Linked DNA regions of Mus musculus: all the other regions are linked to region 1. Evidence: chromatin contacts called from public HiChIP or PLAC-seq data. All regions are on one chromosome and are shown on one strand. Each heading gives the region's core, a stretch centred on a gene start, on an enhancer-like site or on the middle of the called end of the contact. The rest is flanking DNA. Distances are from core to core; before and after follow the strand shown.

Evidence for each region. HiChIP or PLAC-seq counts read pairs in DNA pulled down with a chosen protein or histone mark.
Region 2: an H3K27ac HiChIP or PLAC-seq map of embryonic stem cells shows a contact between it and region 1, with 8 read pairs. The contact joins two enhancer-like sites. A contact is called at or near these places in 4 of 115 datasets of contacts at active chromatin or transcription factors (bone marrow-derived macrophages and embryonic stem cells) and 3 of 9 other capture datasets (adipose tissue, liver and pancreatic islet).
Region 3: a contact with region 1 is called in an H3K27ac HiChIP or PLAC-seq map of embryonic stem cells, with 15 read pairs. The contact joins two enhancer-like sites. A contact is called at or near these places in 4 of 115 datasets of contacts at active chromatin or transcription factors (the SCID.adh cell line, bone marrow-derived macrophages and embryonic stem cells) and 2 of 9 other capture datasets (adipose tissue and liver).

The regions. Positions count from the first base shown.
Region 1 is chr11:79,973,966-79,978,791 of GRCm38.p6, reverse strand. Gm30875 (a long non-coding RNA gene) reads right to left here. Exons shown (of 2, transcript XR_388888.4): 2 at 3,614-4,826. Among named protein-coding and RNA genes, the nearest start is that of Gm30875, 3.4 kb to the right of the region's middle. Within about 2 kb of position 2,366, at least 7 of the 459 cell types and tissues checked have an H3K27ac peak or open chromatin away from gene starts, as enhancers often do. A contact at or near this core is called in embryonic stem cells, where this site is marked.
Region 2 is chr11:80,166,125-80,170,950 of GRCm38.p6, reverse strand. Adap2 (ArfGAP with dual PH domains 2) reads right to left here. Exons shown (of 11, transcript NM_172133.1): 7 at 190-273. Among named protein-coding and RNA genes, the nearest start is that of Adap2, 14 kb to the right of the region's middle. Within about 2 kb of position 2,195, at least 57 of the 459 cell types and tissues checked have an H3K27ac peak or open chromatin away from gene starts, as enhancers often do. A contact at or near this core is called in embryonic stem cells, where this site is marked.
Region 3 is chr11:80,129,690-80,134,515 of GRCm38.p6, reverse strand. It overlaps Atad5 (ATPase family, AAA domain containing 5), which reads right to left. Exons shown (of 23, transcript NM_001029856.2): 20 at 3,134-3,312; 21 at 1,210-2,051; 22 at 329-487; 23 at 1-223. The coding sequence ends at 145. Among named protein-coding and RNA genes, the nearest start is that of Tefm, 10 kb to the left of the region's middle. Within about 2 kb of position 2,330, at least 9 of the 459 cell types and tissues checked have an H3K27ac peak or open chromatin away from gene starts, as enhancers often do. A contact at or near this core is called in embryonic stem cells, where this site is marked.

The DNA of each region.
Region 1 (4,826 bases), core at 1,117-3,616:
AACCCCAAGATTGTGTTATTTACTGGAGAAACCTGTTTTTAGTTGTGGTGTGGCTCAGCACACAGCTTTAATCCAAGAGCTTTGTGCTTGAATATTATAAACAGGATTAAATAAAGTCAACCATAGGTCAAGAGGCAGAGCAAACAAGCCGTTGACAAGAAGTGAATATAGGATTATTAAGGAAAGAAAAACAGGGCTGGAGAGATGGCTTAGTGGTTAAGAGCACTGAGCTCAAATCCCCACATGGTGGCTCACAACCATCAGTAATGAGATCTGAGGCCCTCTTCTGGTCTGGTGTGTCTGAAGACAGCTACAGTGTACTTACATATTGTAATAATAAATAAATAAATCGGGGCTGGTGAGATGGCTCAGCGGTTAAGAGCACGACTGCTCTTCCTAAGGTCCTGAGTTCAAATCCTAGCAACGTCATGGTGGCTCACAAACATCCACAACAAAACTCTGATGGATGCCCTCTTCTGGAGTGTCTGAAGACAGCTACAGTGCACACACATATAATAATTAATTAATTTAAAAAAATGTTTTAAAAATTTAAAAAAATAAATCTTTGAAAAGAAAAACAGAAAGAGCCAGGCGTGGTGGTACATGCCTTTAATCCCAGCACTTGGGAGGCAGAGGCAGGTGAATTTCTGAGTTCGAGGCCAGCCTGGTCTACAAAGTGAGTTCCAGGACAGCCAGGGCTACACAGAGAAACCTTGTTTCGAAAAAACCAAAAAAAAAAAAAAAAAAAAAAAAAAAAAGAAAGAAAAAAAAAAAAAGAAAAAAAAGAAAAACAGAGAGAGTAAGAGGAAGTAGCACAGGAAGTAGAATGGAGGGACAATGAATTGGAAGGAGGTTTATTGAGAGGGCATGGTGAGCGGCATTCCTGGTGGGACATCAGTTGACGAGGAAGGTCCACTAGGTGCTTTCTCAGCCTCTCTGAGCTAGCTTCTGAGTCATAAAGTTAAAAATCATCCACATGTTGCACCTTGTGTTATACACACACACATACACACACACACACACACACACACACACACACACAAAACCAGTACACTGTGTAGGGAAGAGGACAAGAGGACAGCTTTGTGTACTGGTTCTCTTCTTCCACCTTTATGTGGTTTCAAGGGATTGAGTGTAAAGCTAAACACTTTTACCAATTCTCCTGAGCATTCTTTTTTTTTTTTTTTTGGTGGTTTTTTTTTTTTTTTTGAGACAGGGTTTCTCTGTGTATCCCAGGCTGTCCTGGAACTCACTCTGTAGTCCAGGCTGGCCTGGAACTCAGAAATCTGCCTGCCTCTGAAAGACCCACAACATGAGGACTCCCCCACGTTCTGACTCAGGAGAGGCGACACCCCAAAATCACCCACAAGAAACGGTCTCGCTGCAAACTGCAAGAGGATTTTTTTATTCAAGAGCGCTCTAGGGCCCATGGTCATACACCACGCAGGGGTAGAGGACCGTGGTGCCCCGAGTAAGGGGGTATTTAAAGGAAGAAACCACAACTCAAGGAGGTGGGAAGGGCGTTGTTGGAAAATACCAAAAATACCAGTTAAGAGTCACAAGGAACCGGGCGTGGTGGCGCATGCCTTTAATCCCAGCACTCGGGAGGCAGAGGCAGGCGGATTTCTGAGTTCGAGGTCAGCCTGGTCAACAAAGTGAGTTCCAGGACAGCTAGGGCTATACAGAGAAACCCTGTCTGGGGGGGGGGGGGGGGGAAAGAGTCACAAGGAAGTGCAAAGTTACAAGAGTCACCACGAGGAATACCTGGTAATTGTGAGGGTTATTTCTCAAAACAGTTTCTAAGAGCCCCTAACAAAAGCACATTTGCATAGCGGGTTCCAGCAATGGTCAGGGTGACTTTCTTTGAATGAACACTCTTTGAACCCAGGAAGCGGGTCGGTAGAGGAATGTCCCTATCTGTTTTATGATTAGCATACCTTTACAAAGGCCACATTCCCAAGCCTGGGCCTAAAGGCCTAGAATTCTGTTTTTACTTTGTTATACTTTCACCTCTGCCTGCCAAGTGCTGGGATTAAAAGCGTGCTCCACCACTGCCCGGTTTAACAAATTTTTAAAAATCTAACAACAAAAAGAGCCAGGTGGTGACTGAGCATTGACTAGCATACATACCATTGTTGAAAATATTAGTATAAAGTACTATATAAATGGTTCGATCTGGAAGAGTAGAAGGATTTAAAAAATAAATGTATCCAGGGGTGTGAGGGGAAAGAAGAAAGGAAGAGAATGATTTGGACATTCCAGGATACCAATACCTGGAATTTAGAAAGAAAGAGCAGAGATGCTGTTGCCAGCCCTGGGGCTGATCATATTTGATGTTAATTCCTGTGAGGGGCTGTGAACAAGGAATGAGTCAGCACTCAGGGGATTTCCTGCAAACCTGCACCCCACCTTAATTTGTAAAATAAAGGAGAGCTGATGATTGGGCAGATAAAAGGGAAGGTGGAGGGGAAGGTTGAGGGGGAGAGAAGATAGAGAAAATGGAGAGGGAGAGGAGGAGGAAGAAGAAAAGTGGAGCAGAAGCACATGGCCTGGAGAAACCACAAGTTCTAAGGGGTCTCATAGAATAGTGTGGCAGTAGATCTGCCCAATCTAGGCTCACAGCATGTATTCAAATAAACTGAGTTGTGTTATCATTGCCAGGGCATAGTTGGGTTGGAGATTTACTGCTGCAAGATGCAGAGGTGAGTGGAGTGTGTGTGTGATGAGATTGTGATGGTTCCTTATTTTTTTTTAAAGATTTATTTATTTATTATATGTAAGTACACTGTAGCTGTCTTCAGACACTCCAGAAGAGGGAGTCAGATCTCGTTATGGATGGTTGTGAGCCACCATGTGGTTGCTGGGATTTGAACTCTGAACCTTCGGAAGAGCAGTCGGGTGCTCTTACCCACTGAGCCATCTCACCAGCCTGTGATAATTACTTTTAATTGTCATTTTGACTCAATATAGAATCACTTGGGAAGAGTCGCAGTGAGGGACTGTCTAGATCAGGTTGGCCTGTGGGAGATTATCTTGATTCTCTGTGAAGATCCAGGCCACTGGGGGTAGTACCATTCCTTAGGCCAGGAGTTTGAGGACCATGTAAGTTTAGAGAGGGTGTTGAATGCAAGTTAGCTTACATACATCTCTCTCTCTCTCTCCCTTTTTCCTGCCCCTCCCCCCCTTGCCTGAGACTAGCTGTTCTCAAGTTCCTGCCACCTTGACTTCCCCACAATAATGGACTGTGCATGCAGCCTGAAATTGCCATCTAAAGCAGATCCCGTCTCCGCTGAGTTGCTTTTGTCTGAGTGTTTTTATCACAACAAGAGAAATGAAGCTGGAACAGAAACAGAATGAACAATGTGAAGGGAAACTAAGCAACACAAAAACATTTCCAGAACTAAACCCAAACCTAGCTAAACTGAGCCGGGCTACCCAGCTCAATGAATGAAAAGACACACATTAAGGCATGTCTTCCTGCCTTTTCAGAATATCAAAAATAGAGAAACCCTGTCTTGAAAAACCAAAACCTAACAAGCAAAAAGAATCATATAATCAGACAAATTACCACATTAATCAAGTGAGGTGATCAACCAAAGAAATTTTGAGACAATTAAGATCTTTAATTTTTTTTTATCATCTTACCCCTTTTCAGAAAGTTACTGGAGAATGTGCCCTACCAAACTAAAGGAAAAATAAATACAGAATCCAGATCACAAGGGACTCACACAAGAGCTGAAATCCCAGGACGACAGTGAAGAGAAACCCTAGAACAACAGTTGTGCAATTGGCTTCCTATTCAACCGTTCCGCAGTCACGATCGTATTAGGAAGACATTGTGAATATTTACAGTTCGGACAGCGCATTAGAGGGGACATTAATGGATCATGAGTACATAGAAAGCTTAATAAACCACATTTCATAATAACTGATCCCGGGAAAAACAAAAGGCTGGTAAAGGAAATACCGCTGCGTTATACTACACAGGGACACCGTGAACAGTAGCTTTGATTCCATAATAATGTAAATTAAAGTTTTATTTAGCCCACAATTGAGTTGCCCTTTGGGGGGAGAATTGAAGAAGATGAATGAAGAGCAGAACTGGCGAGGGACCAGCGACAATACCACACTTAGTGGGAACCAGACTCCGCTCGTCTCTCCGTAAAGACAGAGTTTTCCTGCAGTCTTGAACCCCCTTTCAGATTGATGAAGACTTCATAATCACCTGCTTTGGGGGAAACGGCAGGGAGTGCTCTCCTCAACTCAAGAGCCCCAGGAAAAGCGGCTTCTGGGAAGGCTGAAGCCCGGGCACCGCCCACGGCCTGCTTTCACAAGGAACGTGTGGTGGGCAGAGGCCGGTCCGTCGCTCGCTCGGAGAAGGATCAGGGAGCTGAGGCCAGGCGGGAGGATGGTGACCCGGTCCTGTTGTCGCGAGCGCAGTCGCGGACCCGGGCCGGCGGGAGACTTCCTTAGGGCGGTGCCTGCTCCGTGAGGAAAGCATCGGTTCCATTCCTGCACCCGGAGCTGCGACACCCAGCTAACTAAGACCTGTCCGTTCGCCAGTGCGGACTCCACCAGTCTTAGTGCTCCCGTTCCCACCCCACCTCCGACCTAGATCCCTCTCTCACCCCAGCCTCAATCCCACCCCTCTTCAGACCTGGGTCCCTTTTCCAATTCTAGTCTTAACCAATCCATCACTGAAGACCCACACATCCTCCCAGGACCTCCCCTCAGCCTTTCTAAGACATGAATCCTTCTCATCACTTCAGATCTTGATCTCTGTCTCCCATCTTGATCCTCTCTCCACTCTCACACCAGACCTGGAA
Region 2 (4,826 bases), core at 946-3,445, 190 kb before region 1:
GTGGGAAATTTCAGAAAGATGTTCAAAGGCTGAGGCCCTTGACCCCACAGAGAGTTGTTTTACTCCAGCCTTCCTAGGCTTAACTGCAGTAAACCTTGTCTAGCCCCTGTGTGTCTTAGGGGTCAAGAGACAAGCAGAGAAAGGGGGAGGGGATGGAACACGCAGAAGTCAAGTCCACATTTAGCTCACCTCAGACTCTGGGAGATCAGGAAAGGCCAATTTCAGGTATTGCAGGCGGGCTGCACGGAGAGCATTGAACCAATCCACTATCTCCTGCCAGGAAAAATGCAAAGCACACACAGTGGTGAGATGGGCGGATGTGGGAGAACCTTGCTGACAGGGCTACAGGGAACGGGGTCACTACTTCACACACACACACACACACAAACACACACACACACACACACACACACACACAGGTTCAGGAAATACACACTTCACACAGTCCCATCAGGGAACATCTGGAAAGGGTGATTATCAGAGCCCAGGGGACTGCCCTGAGCTAGTCACAAGTCACAGACAGGAAGAGCTTCCAGCCACGGAAAAAGACAAGTGTGAGCTGCACAAAAAGGCTTAGTACACTTCTTTAAGTTTAGAAGACACTCCTGGATTCCTATTAGGAGACTGGTGTGGAGTGGGGCTAAGACTGTATTCCTTAGCATTAAGACTCCCAGGGGCTGTGATGCTGTGGGGTGCTGGGACACAGTTCTTCAGGTGGGGGTGGGGGCTGCATGTGGAGACATTCCTCCATCAGAGATGCTCAGGAGGGACCTGGAATGCACAGGCCAGCCACAAGGGGATGTCACACTGAGAGCACATCCTTCATAATGGTGAGCCAACATCGTCTCACCGGAGAACCACATCCCCAAGGGTTTCTCAGCTCCTCTCCAGTCAGCCATCCTGTCTCCTTCCTACCTACCTTCCTTCCTTCCTTCCTTCCTTCCTTCCTTCCTTCCTTCCTTCCTTCCTTCCTTCCTTCTCCCCCACCCCGACCCATGCTTTCCTTTCCTCATGTGTATGTGTGCATGCCTACACCCACACGCATATATGTGCCCCAGAGTGGGCCCACGAAGGACAGAAGACAGCCTTGGAGATCCCCTGTAACTGCAGTCAGAAGCAGCTGTGTGAGCCACCATGTGAGTTTAGGGAACTGAACCCAGGTCCTGTGCAAGAACAGCAAGTGCTCTTAACTGCTGAGACATCTCTCCAGCTTCCCCCTCCACCTCATTTTACAATGTTTAGAGAAGCCTTCTACAACTTCTGTATCTCCAGAGTCCTTTTTACTTTTTTGTTTGTTTTTTAGTATGTATGTATGTATGTATGTATGTATGTATGTATTTATTTATTTATTTATTTTTGTGGTGAGTCCCATGTAGTCCAGGCTAGCCTCCTCAAACATCTAAGTAGCAGAGATTAGCCTTGAACTCTTTTTTTTGTTTGTTTGTTTGCTTTTATCAAGACAGGGTTACTCTGTGAAACTTTGGCTATCTGTGGACCAGGATGGCCTTGAACTAACAAGAGATATGCCTGCCTCTGCCTCCAAAGTGTTGGGACTAAAGCATGAGTCACCACTGCTGATGCTGAAGACACCGAAGACACCACCGCCTGGCTAGCCTTGAACCCTTGATTCTCCTGCTTCTTCCTCCCATGTATGGCGACTGCACATGCACACCACATCACCTCTTCATTTTATTCTTATGTTTGATACAGGAGATTGTCATGGAGGCCACACTTGAACCTTGTTGTCCTCCTGCCTCTCTCTCTCATCCCCACTCCAATCACTACCCACATTCCCACCACTCCACGTGCTTCTCCTTCCTACCCTACCCACCCTTTGACCTATGACAGTCCATTCATTGCATACATTAGTTTAGATGTTGTAATAAATTCCTGTGCAAGTATTTCACAGTGGTGAGACACAATGGAAGCCTTCTAGGTTGCTCCTCCCCACTGGGTTGCTCCTCTCCCAGTTTCTCTGAGACCTGATCCTCAACCTCATACCCCAACAGTCCCCACCCTGCCTTGGATACAGCAGATGGACCAATAAAGAGACGGGACTGGACTTATCAGATCTGCTCTCTCCCAGGAATCTGGGATGGAGAGGCAGAAAGACTTGCTGGGAGATCTGTGGTGCAGGGCACAGAGGTCATGCACTGATTGAGGAAGTCATGTGAGTGCAGACTCAACAGAGAGCAACAAGTTCCTTTCTACGCCCAAAGCCAGACATAGCCAGACAGACACACAGGCCTAGTGGGACTTCTGAGTCTCCTGTCCTGGTGTTTGTTAAGGGCGTTCTTGGCAGGGTATGTTGGCCTATGCCTACAATCTCAGTGGGAGGAAAGTTGAGACAGGAGGATTGCTCCAAGTTCAAGACCAGCTGAGCTACATAGCAAAATACAACTCCTCCCTAAAAAGGAAAGAAAATGAAAATCAAAAGTTCTTGGGTCTTAGGCATTCAGAAAATGGAGCCACCTCAGAAAAAAAAGGAACCCAGCATGTACTTAGGCTATATTTATATTCGCAGCGTAAGGAGAAGAAAAACAGTCTTACAGGCCTGAGCAGACAGAAGCTGCAGCCCAGGGTGCTTCCATCACCTCTCACCACTGTCAAATACTTTCAAGGTGATGTTTCCTGGTCACTCGGTGCTTAAAGGCCCCGTGGGAGCCAGGTGTGGTGGTACACACCTTTATTCAGCACTCGGGTGTGTCCAAGGCCAGCCAAGTCTACACAAGTTCCAGGCTAGCCTAGATTACCAGGTATGAATCCTTCAAAATAACAACAATAACAACGAAATCCTCAGCTGGGCGTGGTGGCGCACGCCTTTAATCCCAACACTCCGGAGGCAGAGGCAGGCAGATTTCTGAGTTCGAGGCCAGCCTGGTCTACAAAGTGAGTGCCAGGACAGCCAGGGCTACACAGAGAAACCCTGTCTCAAAAAAACAAAAACAAAAAACAAAACAAAACAAACAAACAAACACCCAAAAAACAAACAAACAAAAAACCCAACCAAGTCCCCAAGCAAACAAAAACCAATCTACAAAGCAGGTAAAAGCCATGAGAAAGGGCTGGAGAGATGGCTCAGTAGTTAAGAGCACTGACTGCTCTTCCAAAGGTCCTGAGTTCAAATCCCAGCAACCACATGGTGGCTCACAACCATCCGTAACAAGATCTGATGCCCTCTCCTGGTGTGTCTGAAGACAGCTACAGTGTACTTACATATAATAAATAAATAAATCTTAAAAAAAAAAAAAAGCCGTGAGAAAGGTGGGCATTAGGGAGCAGTCCAGAGTCACCTCCCCAGTTTGAGGAACCCTGGGAAAATCTCTTCCTCTAACTCCAGATAGCTGCTGCCCAAGGTTCTCTCACCAGCAGAATCATACTTACACATAAAATAAAAGGAAGAGATCTAATTTTAAAAAAGTGTCTTGGCCGGGTGGTAGTGGCACACTGACCCCAGCACTCCAGTAGCAGAGGCAGAGGCAGCCGGATCTCTGAGTTCGAGGCCAGCCTGGTCTACAAATTGAGTTCCAGGACAGCCAGGGCTATACAGAGAAACCCTGTTTTGATCCCTCCCACAAAAAAAAAAAAAAAAAAAAGTTGTTAAATGGATGCTGGACTGAGGAACTCTCTACTGTGTGACCTGAGTAAGGGACCTGATCTGTCCCTGTCCCTTGAATGTGGGGAGAAAGTATTTTCAGGGTTGTCAAACATTCAGACATGAAGGCTAACAGTCACCAAGAGCACGTCTGGCAAAGTTAAATGACCCCACAGTGTCAGCCAATGCTTCTCCGTGTGTACTTAGCATCTCTGCCTGTCCTGTCACCGACTCTGCTGAGCCAGTTCACTCTCACATTTATCCTTTGCTTGACTGTTCTCCTCCTACAGGCTGATCTCCCCGTCTTGCTATGAATCCTAATTCGGCTGCAAAACCATGATCCTCCTGCCTCAGTCTGCCAAGTGATGGGACTACAAAGTTATAATGTTTCCTAAACATTTTTGTGTGTCCTCATCACTCAAGACTCTGTGAAAGTTTCTAATTGAGCAGGTCTCGGGTGGACTGAGACTAGTTTTGCTTATTTATTTTGGGACTGGACAGATAGATGGCTCAGCAGTTAAGAGCACTGGCTGTTCTTCCAGAGGACCCAGCTTTAACTCCCAGGACCCACACTAATCTATAACTCCCATTCCAGGGGAGTCTGATACCATCTCCTGGCCTTGTGAGCACCATGCACGAATGCGATACACAAACACGATGCAGGCAAAACACCCCTATTCATAAAATCACGTATTTTCTTAAAAGGTATTTGTTTCTACTTAATGTGTTTTACCTGCAGGTATGTCTATGCACCAACTAAGCATCCTGCATACACAGAAACCAGAAGAGGGCACTGGAGGTCCTGGAACTGAAGTCATAAACTATTGTGTCGGTGCCGGGAACTGAACCCAGGTCCTCTGCAAGGGCAGCAGGGGTTGCACTGAGCCATTCCTCCAGGCTCACAAGATCTTAAGTCATAAGGATGCTCTTGGTCCAGTTTGACATGTGGAAGGAAGGATCCTGGCCCTGTCCATTGACCCTTCCTCCTCAATCACAAACTCTACCCTACCCATACCTGCCCTTTCTTGTTTGTTTGTTTTTGTTGTTATTGTTATCGTCGCACTATGTAATCCAGATTGTCCTGGACCTGAATCTATAGACCAGGCTGGCTTCAAACTCAGAGATCCACATGCCTCTGCCTACCTAATACTGGAGCCTGGTGTGTGCCACCATAGCCAGTGGATTTGCTGTATTTGGCTAAGGTCCCGGACCTCTACTAACTTTTCTCTCC
Region 3 (4,826 bases), core at 1,081-3,580, 160 kb before region 1:
CAAATTTTTCATTTTAAACTTGAACCACAAAAATACAAAAGTCTTTCAAAATTTACATTAAGAGAAATAAGCTCTTCTTTAAAGTCACCATACTCTAGAGTCATCAGGACCACACAGTCTCTACAAGGCTGACGACGGGGAGCATCAAGGGAAGTCAGCTGCCAAAGTAGTTATGGTTTCTTCAGGAATCTCTAGATGAATTCCTTCAAAATAGTGCAGAAACCTGTCAAAATCACAAAATAGTTAATATTAGTGTTTCCATTCCCACAAACATTAATCTTAACATAGGTACCTAAATATTAACTTTTTTTTAAAAAAAACACTTTACCTTCTTTTATTTTTCTCTTGTTCTTTTAGCTTTTCTGTCCGACAAATGTTCCGAAGAGTTGGCAGGTAGTCAATTATACTAGCTTGTTTATTACCCAGGGTCAGAAAAGAACGACTAGAAAACACACTTTTAATAACTGCCATCCTCTTGTCAGCATTGCTAAAAATTAAGAGTAAGTATTATTTATTATTTTGTATATAAATACGTAATAATTCCAAATTAAGTGTTTCTGCTTCTGGTCTAGACCAGATAACACTTTTAATTTCCTGTCAGCAGATCAGTCACTCATATATATCCAGACTGGCTTGGAACTCTACATAGCTCAGCCTGATTTCAACCTCAGTTCCTAGTGCTGGGATTACAGTCTAGCACCACCACACTCAGCTTCATATAGAAAATGTCTGTTTAGAACTTTGTTTTGTAGCTTGGGCTGGCATCAAATTCTTGATCTCTGTGATGTGAATATTCACATGCCTGGTGTCACAGTGAAATATCTTAATGGCTACCTTTTACCTGTCACAAGTCTGCCCCTCTCCATTGCCGAAAAGCTCCCAAATTAATTATCCCCCCCACCCCCGAGACAGGGTCTCTCCCAAGTAGCCCTGGCTGTCCTAAAATTCGGTTTGTAGACCACTCTGGCCTGGAACAAAGAGGTCTCCCTGCCTTTGCCTGGAGTGCTGGGATTAAAGGTGTGTGCCACCACACTCACCTCAGGCTTCCCTATTTCCATCCAAATTAGTTTCTTCAACAATCTGCTTCATTTGCAGGAGAAACTGTTAGCACTAAGTGTTTCCCATGAGCAATGGCCCAGCATTTGAAAATTAATAAGAAGAATCCCTGCCATTGGTTACTAATAAATAGAAGGTAACAAATCTACTTACTCTAGATTAGCTGCTGATTGGCGGAAGCATGCATCATGGCGCCTTTGTGAAACACAGACTGTGAGTTCATTGGTTGGGTCTCTTTCTAATTGCTTGCATGAATTCAAGGACTCCAGTGCTTTTGAAATGGTAGAAGAACACTCAGTAAAGCTCAGTGCTTCTGCAGTTGCTTTTAATTCTCCAGCGCTCTGAGGAGCCCACCTGTCTCTATTCTCAAGACTAAACTCATCACAAAGTCCACTTTTAACCCTTCCATTTGTCCAGTGAAAGGCACTTCTACCCAATTCATTCTGTTCCCCTGGATCTGTTAAAAGAGCATCTATGAAGGACATGTTCTCCATGAACTCACTGAGAGAATTTAAACAGTGGGAAACGAGCATGCAACACTTCTTCTCTGCTAGTGTCTTAGGGGGCTGAGGTACAGAGTGGGGCTTGAAACCACTGTTCTGTGTCTTAATCTCTGGATTGCTGTCTCTTCTTATGTTGTCTTCTACAGACAAGGAGGGTGCAGGAGATAGGCTAGGCAGTTCACCAGAAAAGTCTAGGCCAGTGTCAAACAGGTCACTGTCATCTAGGATCACCATCTTTTTCTGTTTCCTTTTCTGTGACTTTCTCAATGGCTGGTCTTTTGACTGCTTCCTGGTAAGATGCCCCATGCTTGCTGGTGCACTGGCCTGTGTAGTCACTGGGAAGCCATAAGCACCCCTTACATCTGGAACCACATGAACTGGCAGTGGCAGGATGACCTCAAGGTTACTATGTAGCAGATCGATATTTTGCACGTGGAATTCGGTGAGAACCTGAATGAGTTTCTGCCATTCTTCCTTTGTTGTGATCTTGTGCTGAAAAGCAATTGAATAAGAATGCTTTAAGAGTGCCCACTCCAGACATTCTCCCACCCTGATGAACACAGACTTGTCCTTAGGCATCTACTACATAGGTGACATGTTTTGTTTTGTTTTGTTTTTGGGGTGCCTCAGGAGACATGTGGAGATCAGAGAACTTGTGGAGTCATTCTCTCCTCCCCCCACCACGTAGGCCCAGGCATCACACTGGAGTGCTCACAGCCTTGAACTGCAAACACCTTTACTACAGAGCCACCTCCCCAACACCTATTATATCCTGGAAGGATTAAGTGGCTACTCTTTGTTATTTTATTAGATTATATTTAACACATCAAAACAGTACTGACTGGGCTGGGTAGGTTAGTGAAAAACATTTACCTAATAAGCACTAAGATCCTCAGACCAAACCCAGGGCTTCCGGAAGAAAACAAACAAATGAAAAAAAGGAAGAAAGGGATAGGAGGGAGGGGAAAACATTCTAAGTCTAAACTAGATTTACATTCAGAAACTAGTGTTCTTTATTTAGTACATACTCCAATTCAGTATCAGAAGGTCATTTACTTTTTATTTTTCTAGACAGAATTTCTCTATGTAGCCCTAGCTGTTCTGGAACCAAGCTTGAAGTAGAGACCCACCTGCCTCTGCCTCCAGAATTGTGCCCCACCATGCCTGGCTCAATTTAACCTGAGTCCCATCCTGTGTTTTTAAAGCTGTGCCTAGGCGTCAACACAGTCAATTGAGTTAAAAATCTCACATCTAGAGTTTAGAAAATGTTAAGTATGGGGCTGGAGAGATGGCTCAGTGGTGGGTTTTTCCAAAGGTCCTGAGTTCAAATCCCAGCATCCACATGGTGGCTCACAACCATCTGTAACGAGATCTGATGCCCTCTTCTGGTGTGTCTGAAGACAGCTACAGTGTACTTACATACAATAAATAAATAAATCTAAAAAAAAAAAAAGAAAGAAAGAAAGAAAATGTTAAGTGAATTTAAACCTGGATTAAGATTGAAAATGCAGGGTAAATACTAAGGAGATGGATAGAAACATGAATTCAACATTCCACACAGACACAGAAAATACCTTCAATAATGAAAGTAAGTCCTGGGATGGGGAGGCAATGTTCTTGAGTCCAAACAAAGCCTCTGCACAGCCAGTGTCACACCTGGGGAGGGCCACACGGTTCCTTTTGGGTTTTTTAGAGTTGATGTTTGCATCAGAGCCATCTTCTGAACAAACCAGTGTATTTCTGCTATTTTCTCCTAAAGAGTAATGAAGACCAATCTTATGTGAATGCTTTTGAAATGACCCAAATAGAAGACAGCACGGGCACCGGCCTTAGGGCTCCGCTCCATTCTGTTCTCCACAATGTGCTTGCCTCATTACAGACACAATGTAATAACTCATTTGAAAAATACCTAAGTGACACAATTCAAGCTGATCTTTTATTGATATATTATTAATTGTTTTTTATCCAAGGGCTATATTATTATTTCCTTGAGATAGGATCTCATGTAGGCCAGGCTGGCCTCACATTTCCAATGTAGGCAAGGATAACCTTGACCTTCTTGGTGTGTTTGGTGGTCAGAGGATAACTGCTACTGTTATTCCTAAGATATGCAGCCTTGGGCTGGTGAGATGGCTCAGTGGGTAAGAGCACCCGACTGCTCTTCCGAAGGTCCAGAGTTCAAATCCCAGCAACCACATGGTGGCTCACAACCATCTGTAACAAGATCTGACTCCCTCTTCTGGTGTGTCTGAAGACAGCTACAGTGTACTTACATATAATAATAAATAAATCTTTAAAAAAAAAAAAAAAAAAGATATGCAGCCTTGTACATCTGATCCTGCCGCCTCAGGGTGGGCGCCATCACACACATGTACCAGGATGGCTTTCCCCCCAATGCCTTATCGCATTAAGTTTTTGAGAATTTGCTAAAGTTGCCAGCTTACAGTGAAGGAAACTTTTAGCTAGTTCTATTGTTTGTTTGTTTGTTTATATGGACACTGTCTCTGTCTTCAAAAATACCAGAAGAGGGCATCAATCCCATTACAGATGGTTGTGAGCCACCTCGTGGTTGCTGGGAATTGAACTCAGGACCTTTGGAAGAGCAGTCAGTGCTCTAATCAGCTGAGCCACCTCTGCAGCCCAGGCTAGTTCTATTTTAAAAAGTAATTTTTAAGGGCTGCAGAGATGTCTCAGTGGCTCACTGGCTGCTCTTCCAAAGGACCCACGTTCAATTCCCAGCAACTGTATGGCAACTCACAATTGTCCTAGGGGATCCAAAATCCTCACACATGCAGGCAAAATACCAATGTATATAAAATAAAAATAAATTAAAAAAAGAAAAATAATGTTTAAATTTGGAACTAATTGAAAAGAAAAATGACAGGGGATTCGTTTTATAGAACTTCATCTTCCTCTTTCCTATTTTGTTTGTTGCCCTTGGGTTTGTGTGATCATTTATTTGAGCAGAATCTTTCCCTACAGAAGTGTGACTATGGAGCAGGCAACAAAAACTAGCAACACCCAGGGAACAAGCACGGCTGACACATGAAAACGTGGGACCTAGAATGGAGGAAGTAATCAATAATTGCTTATGCTATAATCAGGTTTCATCAGGTTAAACAGTGACTGGAGAGCAGAAAAAACTAAAAGTATCATGTGAGAAAAATATTACTGAAACCAAGTTCTTTTTTTTTTTTTTTTTTTTTTTTTTGGTTTTTTGAGACAGGGTTTCTCTGTGTCCTCGAACTCAGAAATCCACCTGCCTCT